Linked DNA regions of Sus scrofa: region 2 is linked to region 1. A link is a contact called in public HiChIP or PLAC-seq data. All regions are on one chromosome and are shown on one strand. Each heading gives the region's core, a stretch centred on a gene start, on an enhancer-like site or on the middle of the called end of the contact. The rest is flanking DNA. Distances are from core to core; before and after follow the strand shown. Region 1 holds the start of HPDL (4-hydroxyphenylpyruvate dioxygenase-like protein). Region 2 holds the start of TMEM53 (transmembrane protein 53).

The links. HiChIP or PLAC-seq counts read pairs in DNA pulled down with a chosen protein or histone mark.
Region 2: a contact with region 1 is called in an H3K27ac HiChIP or PLAC-seq map of alveolar macrophages. The contact joins the promoter of TMEM53 here to the promoter of HPDL in region 1. A contact is called at or near these places in 2 of 2 datasets of contacts at active chromatin or transcription factors (alveolar macrophages and skeletal muscle).

What each region holds. Positions count from the first base shown.
Region 1 is chr6:166,012,301-166,016,556 of Sscrofa11.1, forward strand. HPDL (4-hydroxyphenylpyruvate dioxygenase-like protein) reads right to left here and starts at 2,751. Exons shown (of 1, transcript XM_003128048.4): 1 at 290-2,751. The coding sequence starts at 2,170. The coding sequence ends at 659.
Region 2 is chr6:166,643,456-166,647,688 of Sscrofa11.1, forward strand. It overlaps TMEM53 (transmembrane protein 53), which reads left to right and starts at 1,648. Exons shown (of 3, transcript XM_003482099.4): 1 at 1,648-1,927. The coding sequence starts at 1,867. C6H1orf228 reads right to left here and starts at 1,546. Exons shown (of 18, transcript XM_021096783.1): 1 at 1,352-1,546; 2 at 588-680.

The DNA.
Region 1 (4,256 bases), core at 1,501-4,000:
GCCCCGGGCAGATGGAGGAGGCAGGTGTCCCGCCCTGAGTGATCTGTCCTCCCTCAACCCCGGTACAAGGCAGCTGCAGGGAGCTCCTGCCAGGGGCTGACATCCAGCGCTCTGCCCAGGCCTCCGGTCAGCTCTGATTGGAGCTGCGGATTGCGAGTGTTTGGGCTCAGCCCCTCCTACCCGCAGTGGCTGCTCCCTAGGGAGAGGGGACGCACAGAGGAGGATTTGTTTTGTCTTAGACTCCTACCTCAATACATCATTTTAGGGATACATTACATAGGCAGTGAAACAACACAGAAAAACCAAGCATTTTTAATTACAACATCAGGGCCGTGGTCGAAATGGGATCAGAGGAGCACACAATACAGAGAAGGTTTCATAAGTATTGGTTATGTTCTATTTCCTAATTGTGTAATTCCCTTATTCCTGACATTTTGCATATATTAGATACAATGTGAGAAACATTTCATAGTTAAAAAAAAAAATCCCACCTCTTTGGACCTCACTGAGAGATCCAGCTACTGGCAGGTACCCGTGAGATGGAGGCTGCACCTGGCCCTAAAGACAAAACATCTCACTCCAGGTCTTCTCAGCTGCAGGCCCTGCGCTGGCCTTCCCAGGGTCCAGGACAAGCGGCTGCACCCAGCTTCTGCCCTTCTCAGGCTTCGCAGACCCTGGCAGCGTGCTCCTGCACAGACTGCCACAGGGCCCGGATGTTGCCCTGGCCAAAGCCTGTGGCCCCTTGCCTCTGAATCAGCTCCAGGAAGAAAGTGTCCTCTGCAAAAAGGGACTTGGTGAAGACCTGAAGCAGAAACTTGCCTTCATCTCCATCCAGCAGGACCCCGTGTCGGGCCAGCAGGCGAGGCTCGTGCCCTGCAGCCAGGATCTGCTTCTCCTTGCCCGGCTGCTGGTAGTAGGCCTCAGGAGGCGTCAGGAGCTGACCCCCGGCCCCTGCTACCCGCTCAGTGGCTTCCATGATGTTGGGCGTGTACAGCCCCACGTGCTGCAGTCCAGGTCCCCCATTCTGGGCTAGGAACTGCTCCACTTGGTCCCGACCACGGAGAGACCCAGGCAGGGACTCTGCCAGCACTAGGGTTGGGACGGCACTGCCAGTCGGAGCCTGCAGGGCGGTGAGCCTCAGACCACCGCGCCCAGACCCTGCTGCCACCTCCAGGCCCAGCTCTGGATCCTCACCTGGGCTCAGCGGCAGGTGGTGAAATCCTAGACAGTCGTGGAACCAGCGCATTATTTTGGGGGAGCTGCTGCGAGGGCAGGCCAAGGTCAGGTGGTCCACGTGGGTGACCCAGCCCGGGCCGGGTACAGAGGACACGGGCCGAAAGCCGGGGAGAAAGGGCCCGCAGAAGCCGGGGCGCTCCAGCAGCGTCAGGCTGAGGTTGCCGGCGGGCGAGCCGACCACGGCGTAGGTGGCGGCGCCCTGTGCATCCTGCACGGTCACCGGAGGCACCTGCACGTTGCAGCCCAGCGCGGCTAGCGCCCGAGCTGCAGCGCCCACGTCAGCCACGTCGAAGCACAGGTTGGTCGCACCGGGCACCGCGTGATGCGGGTCCAGGCTGTACAGCGGCTCCCCAGGCCCGGCGCCCTCGTTCACCAAAAAGACCGCGTCGCCGCTGCGCAGGGCCAGCTGCCGCCAGCCATCGGCTTCCCTCACCGCCAGGGGCCGGAAACCGAAGAAGCGCTGCAGATCCCGGGCGAGGGGCTGCCCCGCGGGCACGTGGAAGGCGACATGGCACAGACGGCGGACAGGCGCGGCCATGGCGGTCCGGTCGGCGTCCCTCCTGTCCTTCCCCTGGGGTCGCTCACGGGTCGTGGACTCCGCGATCCTCAGGTCCCCGGCTTGTCGTCGGAAGCCGGTGGGAGTCCGCTTTTGCTCGCAGAGTGCGTGCCTCGGTCTTTTTCCGGGAGAAGCCGCAGACAGACCCCTTGGGGCTCGCAGTTCCCCCTGTTGTGCCCCCCTCACTGGAGCTGCCTGGGGACCACCAGGGGGACCTGAGAACCACGCGGAGCAAGGGCTGGGACCCAGCAGGAGCGAGGGAGGGCGGAGCCAGTGACTCCGCCCTCCGCCCGCCCAGACTCCTGTCCCCGGCGAGGGGAGAAGGACTGCCCCTTCCCACGGCCTCTGGGCCGCAGCCTTGGGCCCTGACCTTCCCATGGCCTCTGGCTGAGCCACACTCTTGGCCCCTGAGCCACCCTTCCCCGGACCCTGGAGATCACAATAGCTGCCTTCACTGGGTGCCAGGCAGCGGGCTCCCACTTAGAGCGAAGGTTTCAGCCCTGGTTGGGAGAAGAGCCCACATTCTTCCCCTGTAAGCACGAATTCCTTAGCAATTTCATGTTTGAGCTTAAATTTTTTGGAGAATTTGCTTTTAAGTCCTAATGTCCTTTCCAACGTAAAAAATATTAAAATGTTTTGTTACAGATTTTCATTCCTTCCTATAATGGTCCAGAGAAATCGATGTTTATAGGAAGATGGGCCATTTATACAGCTACGACATGCTTCTCACCTTTCTCTTGGGAAGTCTCTCAGCTGCATTTTTCTCTTTCCTCAACCCCATTCTCCGTTTAACATCTTTTACCTCTTGTCCCAACAAGATTGGGAGAAAGAGGTGGTCGCTCGGGATCTGAACGGAGTAACTGCATGGGTGACCTTTCTCAGCCCCGACCCTATCAGGACTTAGAACAAGCCCTTCTTGGAGTTCCTGTTGTGGGGCAGCGGAAACGAATCCGGCTAGAATCCATGAAGTTTCCATCCCCGAGTTCCCGTCCTGGCGCAGTGGTTAACGAATCCGACTAGGAACGAGGATTCGGGTTCGATCCCTGGCCTTGCTCAGTGGGTTCAGGATCTGGCATTGCTGTGAGCTGGGGTGTAGGCTGCAGAAGCAGCTCAGATCCCGCGTTGCTGTGACTGTGGTGTAGGCTGGCAGCTACAGCTCCGATTAGACGCCTCACCTGGGAACCTCCATATGCCGCGAGAGCAGCGCTAGAAAAGGCAAAAAGACAAAAACAAACAAACAAACAAACAAACAAAAAAAACCACGACACCCAAGCCCTCCTTGCTCTTTGCAGCTTCCTGACTGTGTACCAGGCAGACACACTTTGCAGATCACCGGATGAGGAAGTTAGGAGCCTTCTGGAAAATCACCTGGTAGCACCTCAAGGATTTGGAAGGGCATTCCTGGAAGGGCATGTAGCATAAACAAAAGCTCAGCGAGGAATGTGAGCCAAACCCTCAGAGGCGCAACGGAGCATAAGGTTGGGGAGGCGGTAGGGACGGATGCAAAGGCACTGCAAATGAAAGTCCTCTGTCAGGCAGCCTGGGGTGATAACGACTGTTGAGTTTCACTGGCCAGAGGGGAAAAGGATGTGATGAGGGGACAGGGCTTAGAAGAAAAGACTCAGTACTCAGAAGCTGGTCAGTGAAAGACGCTTGGTGCTGCTCCACAGACCAGTGAATCCGAGAACATGGGCTCCAAAAGCCAGACAGACCTGAGTTTAAAATCCACTTCCAACACTTCCTAGCTGTATGACTTTGGGTAAGTTGCTTAACGTCTCTGAGCTTCAGTTTCTTCTGTTAAAAAAATGGGAATAATAATGGTACCTACTTCATAGGGTTGCTGTGATTAAATGAAATTGTGGTGCAGTCCGGAAAGAGATCCAGGTTTTAGCCTATGAACCTGGGCCTGCTGGTGGGGTCGGGGCATACAAAGGGCTGCGTCTCCCTAGGCCTGAGCCCTGGGAGGGGATTCTAAGAGAAGGGGCCCTGGGAATAGGGCTCTGAGAGGATTGGTTCAGAACAGGCTATGCTCAGAATTCCCTGGCTCAGTGGGTTGAGGATCTGGTTTTGTTACTGCTACGTTTCAGCTGTGGCTCGAGTTCAGTCCCTGGCCCTGGTAACTTCCGCATGCCGCAGGTGCCGCCAAAGAAAAGAAAAGGAAAAAAAGGTCTATGTTCTGCCCCAGTTATCATGATGAGGGCCCCAAAGGAGACGCGCTAGTGCTTCTAGGCCTTCGGTCCAGGAGAAGGAATTTCTACTCAAGGGCTCTGGGTACCGACAGAAGGAACAGACACAGCCCTCTGCACAGCACTTCCTACCTGGAGAGGATGGGTTTCTGGAGGCTGTGGCTGCTGTCTGAAAGAAAATGCTGATCTTGGCAGAGGCGTGTTGCCCTGCCAGGGCGTGGCTTTGGCCCAGGGCACACACTGGGCTCTCAAGAGGCTAGCTGGTAATAGAGGTCAAC
Region 2 (4,233 bases), core at 398-2,897, 630 kb after region 1:
CTGACCCTCTCTTAAAAACGCTGTTTGCCCAAGCCAGGAATTTAGACGTCATTCTCCATTCTTCCCACTTACCCCACATCCAACCAGTCGCCAAGTTCAGTTCTTTAAACTCATAAGTGACTAAGGAATCCATCCCTTCCTCTTCATTCCTGTTAGTTCTCCAAGCTTCTGGCTACCACAATCCTTACTGAAACAATTACTGAAACAACTTCCTCATTGGTCTCCCTCCTCCCAACCCCCAATCCATTCTTGTCATTGATCTTTCTAAAACAAATCTGGAGTTCTCTTGTGGCCACAGCAGGTTAAGGATACGGTGTTGTCACCATAGAGTCACTGCTGTGGCGCAGGTTCAATTCCAGCCCCGGTAATTTTCACATGCCACAGGCATAGCCAAGAAAAACAAAGACACAAATCTGATTGTTACTATTTTGCTTAAAGCCCTGCAGACTCCCCATTGTCCTCAGAATAAAGTCTAAGCTCTTGTGCTCATCGGTGTAAATGCACTGGAAAATTTTTCCATCAGTAAGATTTACCCATAAGCTCAGAGCTGAGCTTGACATCAAAGACCTTCCAGGATCTGGGCCTACCTGTTCTTCCAAGGTTGCTCTCCCATTGTCTCTCTTCTGTCCAGAGATGCTCATAATTCCTGGTATAGCTTCTCACTTTCCTCTCTCTGAGTCCTGCAAGGATTCGTATCTCCCAGCATCTTTCAAAGCCCAGCTTAAGAGGCATCCACACTGCCATAAATGCCCCTTTTTATCCTGAGCTGCTAAAATCCTTAGGGCCTACTCTTATGTAGTATTTTATCCCTTGCACAGAATTACAGTTGACTCCTGCTCAAGACTTATGGAAGTCAAGGCCAAGAAATGTAATCCTCACTAGAGTCCACCTACAAAACAGGTGCTCAGGATTTTTTTTTGTCTTTTTGCCTTTTCTAGGGCCGCTCCCGCGGCATAGGGAGGTTCCCAGGCTAGGGGTCTAATCGGAGCTCTAGCCACCCGCCTACACCAGAGCCACAGCAACTCGGGATCCGAGCCGCGTCTGCAACCCACACCACAGCTCACGGCAACTACGGATCCTTAACCCACTGAGCAAGGCCAGGGATGGAACCCACAACCTCATGGTTCCTAGTCGGATTCGTTAACCACTGCGCCATGACGGGAACTCCAGGAAACATTTTTTAAGTGCGGGAATAAATGTAAGAAAACTGTACTGCTTAACCCCTTTTGTCCCGCACGAACAGGACATTCTCTAAAGTCTTCCCAGGAGATACCACCTCCTCTGCATCCCACCCACCCAGCAGCCAAAATATGCCTCCATCCACCGGGGGGGCGGATGGGCTAGCACGCACCCCTTTGGCCGTTTTGTACGGTTTTCTACCTCCAGCCCTCGGAGTTGCGGCTGGTGGAAGACAGTAGAGGCAGCTAGCTAATGTAACTCAAAGGACACTGCTGTCCCCTTCGTAGGATAACACGCGGTTGGGACGGGAAACCTTTCCCATCCCCAGAACATAGCAGCTCTCCCGCAGACTCTTACCGACGCAGGACGGTAGCGACTCTTCCTGACCGGCGTCTTGGCTGGCCAATACTTGACCGAGATCAAGAGAGTCAGCCAATGGCGGTGGGCCAGGGATAGAGTGGGGCGGGGCGCTGTTGCTATGGCCGAGCTAGCCGGTTGCAGCGAGAGGCTCTGAAAGAGACTCGGTGGTTGCTAGGGCGGGAGGTCACAGAGCGCAGCTCAGGGATTGGGCAGCGTCGAGGGAGGTGGGTGGTGATTGGGCGGCGCCCAGGAGGCGCCCTGGTGAGGCGCGGACTTGCGAGCGTGAGTTCCGGCGAGAGGCCCGAGCTGAGGGCCCGCGGCTTCACGATGGCCTCGGCCCAGCTGGACTACACCATCGAGATCCCGGATCAGTCCTGCCGGAGCCAGGGTATGGAGCGGGGGTTGGGTCCGATCGTGGGGAGGTGACGGAGCGAGTCGTGGGCAGCAAGCGCAGCTGTGGCCCCGCCCCTCTTGCAGCCCCGCCCCCTCGCGGCCCACCCGCTCCTGGGGTCCCGCAGGTCCTGGACTTGGTCCGGCCAGAGAGCCCCGCCCCCTAGTCAGCCCCGCCCCAGAATGTTCGCCGCGTCCAAGCCCCGCCCCTTCACTGCGTCTCCGCCCACCTCCCCCAACCCAGCTTGGAGGTCTTTTCACCGTCTGTTTAGTGGGAGTTTTCCGGTCCCTGCCCGGGTTTCTCTCCTGGTAGCTGAAGGCTGCCGAGGGCGGGGGCCCCCCTGATTCCACTTTTGGGGGGCGGGATTCCCACTGCTGTTGTTGTTAGGGGTCCGGCCTTTTTAGTCCCACCATTTTCCCCGAGGTCTTTGCAGAAGCCCACCTTCATCCCTCCCTCTCCACTCCTCCTGGAAGTGGTTAACCGCCGTGTCTGCCAGGAGGTAGAAGGTGGTTCACACCTGACTCCTCTCTTTAGTAGCTGGGTGACCTCTGGCAGTCTTCCTCCGGCTCTTTGCCTGGATTTCCTCATCTGCAAAACCGAGGCACCAATAGTCACCTCCCTCGTAGGGTTGTTGGTTGCGCAAGTGAGATTATTTGTGTAAAGGACCCAGCAGAGGGCCTGGCACGGAGTGTGTTTAGTGATTAACCTTTTCCTTCCTATCAGAAAGGTGTGGGGGAGGCACCACCAAACCAGTAGCCTATAGAGCAGGTCTGGATCACTGGCAGTGTGAGTAGGATCAGGGGCCCAGGGCATGGAAAGTTTAGCCCAGGTGGGGAATTACGGTAGAGGAGCCTTGAAGCACACGCCAGCCTGAACTACACGTGCATTCCTCCACACGCCTTCACACCTCCCTTAGCACAGCCAGCAGCAGCTCAGCCTTTTCCGCTGCCACCATGGCATTCTTCCTAATGCCCAGGTTTGATTTTCTCACTGTTCTGTGTAAAACCCTTCAGTGGCTCCTTCTTGCCCGCAGGATAAATCAGGTCCAGATTCTTTAGCCCGCATTCAGAGTCCTTTATAATTTAGCGGCGTCCCTGCTTCTCGCTTTCATCCCTATGTCCTTCCACTGTTCAATTTAAGTTTTATGTTCTGGCGGCCCCAAGCTGCTTGTGAGTCTCTGCACACTTCTTGCTTCTTTGCTTTTGCTCTCGCTGCCTCCTCTCGAATGTCCTTTCCCCCGTGCCGTGCCACACTGCCACCTCCCCTGTCTGGTTTATCATGTCAGGCTTTGCTCAGATGTTACCTCCTTCAGGAGAGCCTTCCACACCCCTCCCAGAGCCTCTTGTGTCCCTCGGGTGGGGTCTAGGAGGGGAGGGCAACCCCCAGGCTTTCCCAGAACAAGCTGGCTCCAGACCCACCGTATTTCCCTCAAGCTGGATCTGCTGGCTGCGGGCTCTCGGGCTTATAGATGTAAACGTGCTTTTGAGGAGGGTTTCGCATCAGCAGGAGATGAAGCCAATTAATATTATTGCCCTCAGAGAACCCTCAGCTGCAAAGGGCTGGAGCTGCCTTCTGCATGGCCCAGGAGGGCAGTTCTCCCTCAGCCCAGGTGGGCAGCCTGGCGGTCTTGGTTTGCGTTTCAGTTCTACCTCCTGCTGTTCTATGGCTTTGATAAGTTATTGAACCTCCCTGAGCCTCAGATTCCCCGACTGTCAATCGGGAGTAATGAGAGTGCCTGCGTCACAACAAGGTGGTGACTGGGTGTGAGTGTCTGGCCTGGAGCAGGTGCTCTGTTGGCCTCTATTTCTTCCCCTGACGGCTCCCCTCCCTGCTTCAGGAGGTGGGGTCCTGGAACTGGCAGAAATCTCAGGGGGCCACTTTGTCCTGCATCTTTCTGCTGGCATGAGAGCATTCTGTTCTCATACCAGCCCCTTCCCTGTCAGGATGCTTCCTCCTTAATATCCTGGCCGGTTGGAGGCAGCTGGGATTGTTAGAAAGCACTTCCCTTTCTTGAGCCACAATGGGCCTTCCTGTCATTTCTTTCAGTTCAGCAGTTTGCGGTGTCCTGGCGGTGGCTTAGTTGCTGGTGCCTCAGAAGTGACTCACAGGCAGACTCCCTTTAAGGAGCCGTGTTTCTGGGGAGGGCCGAGGGCTCAGAAGCAGGTGCTTTCACAATGATGTGGTAACTGCAGGGCTAGGGGGTCAGACGCAGAGTAAGGCAATCTGTTCCTCTCTTTTCAAGGGTCCAGCTTCCTCGATCCAAGAGAAACACCTCCAGGGCCTTCAGCTGTTCCCCCGCTGGT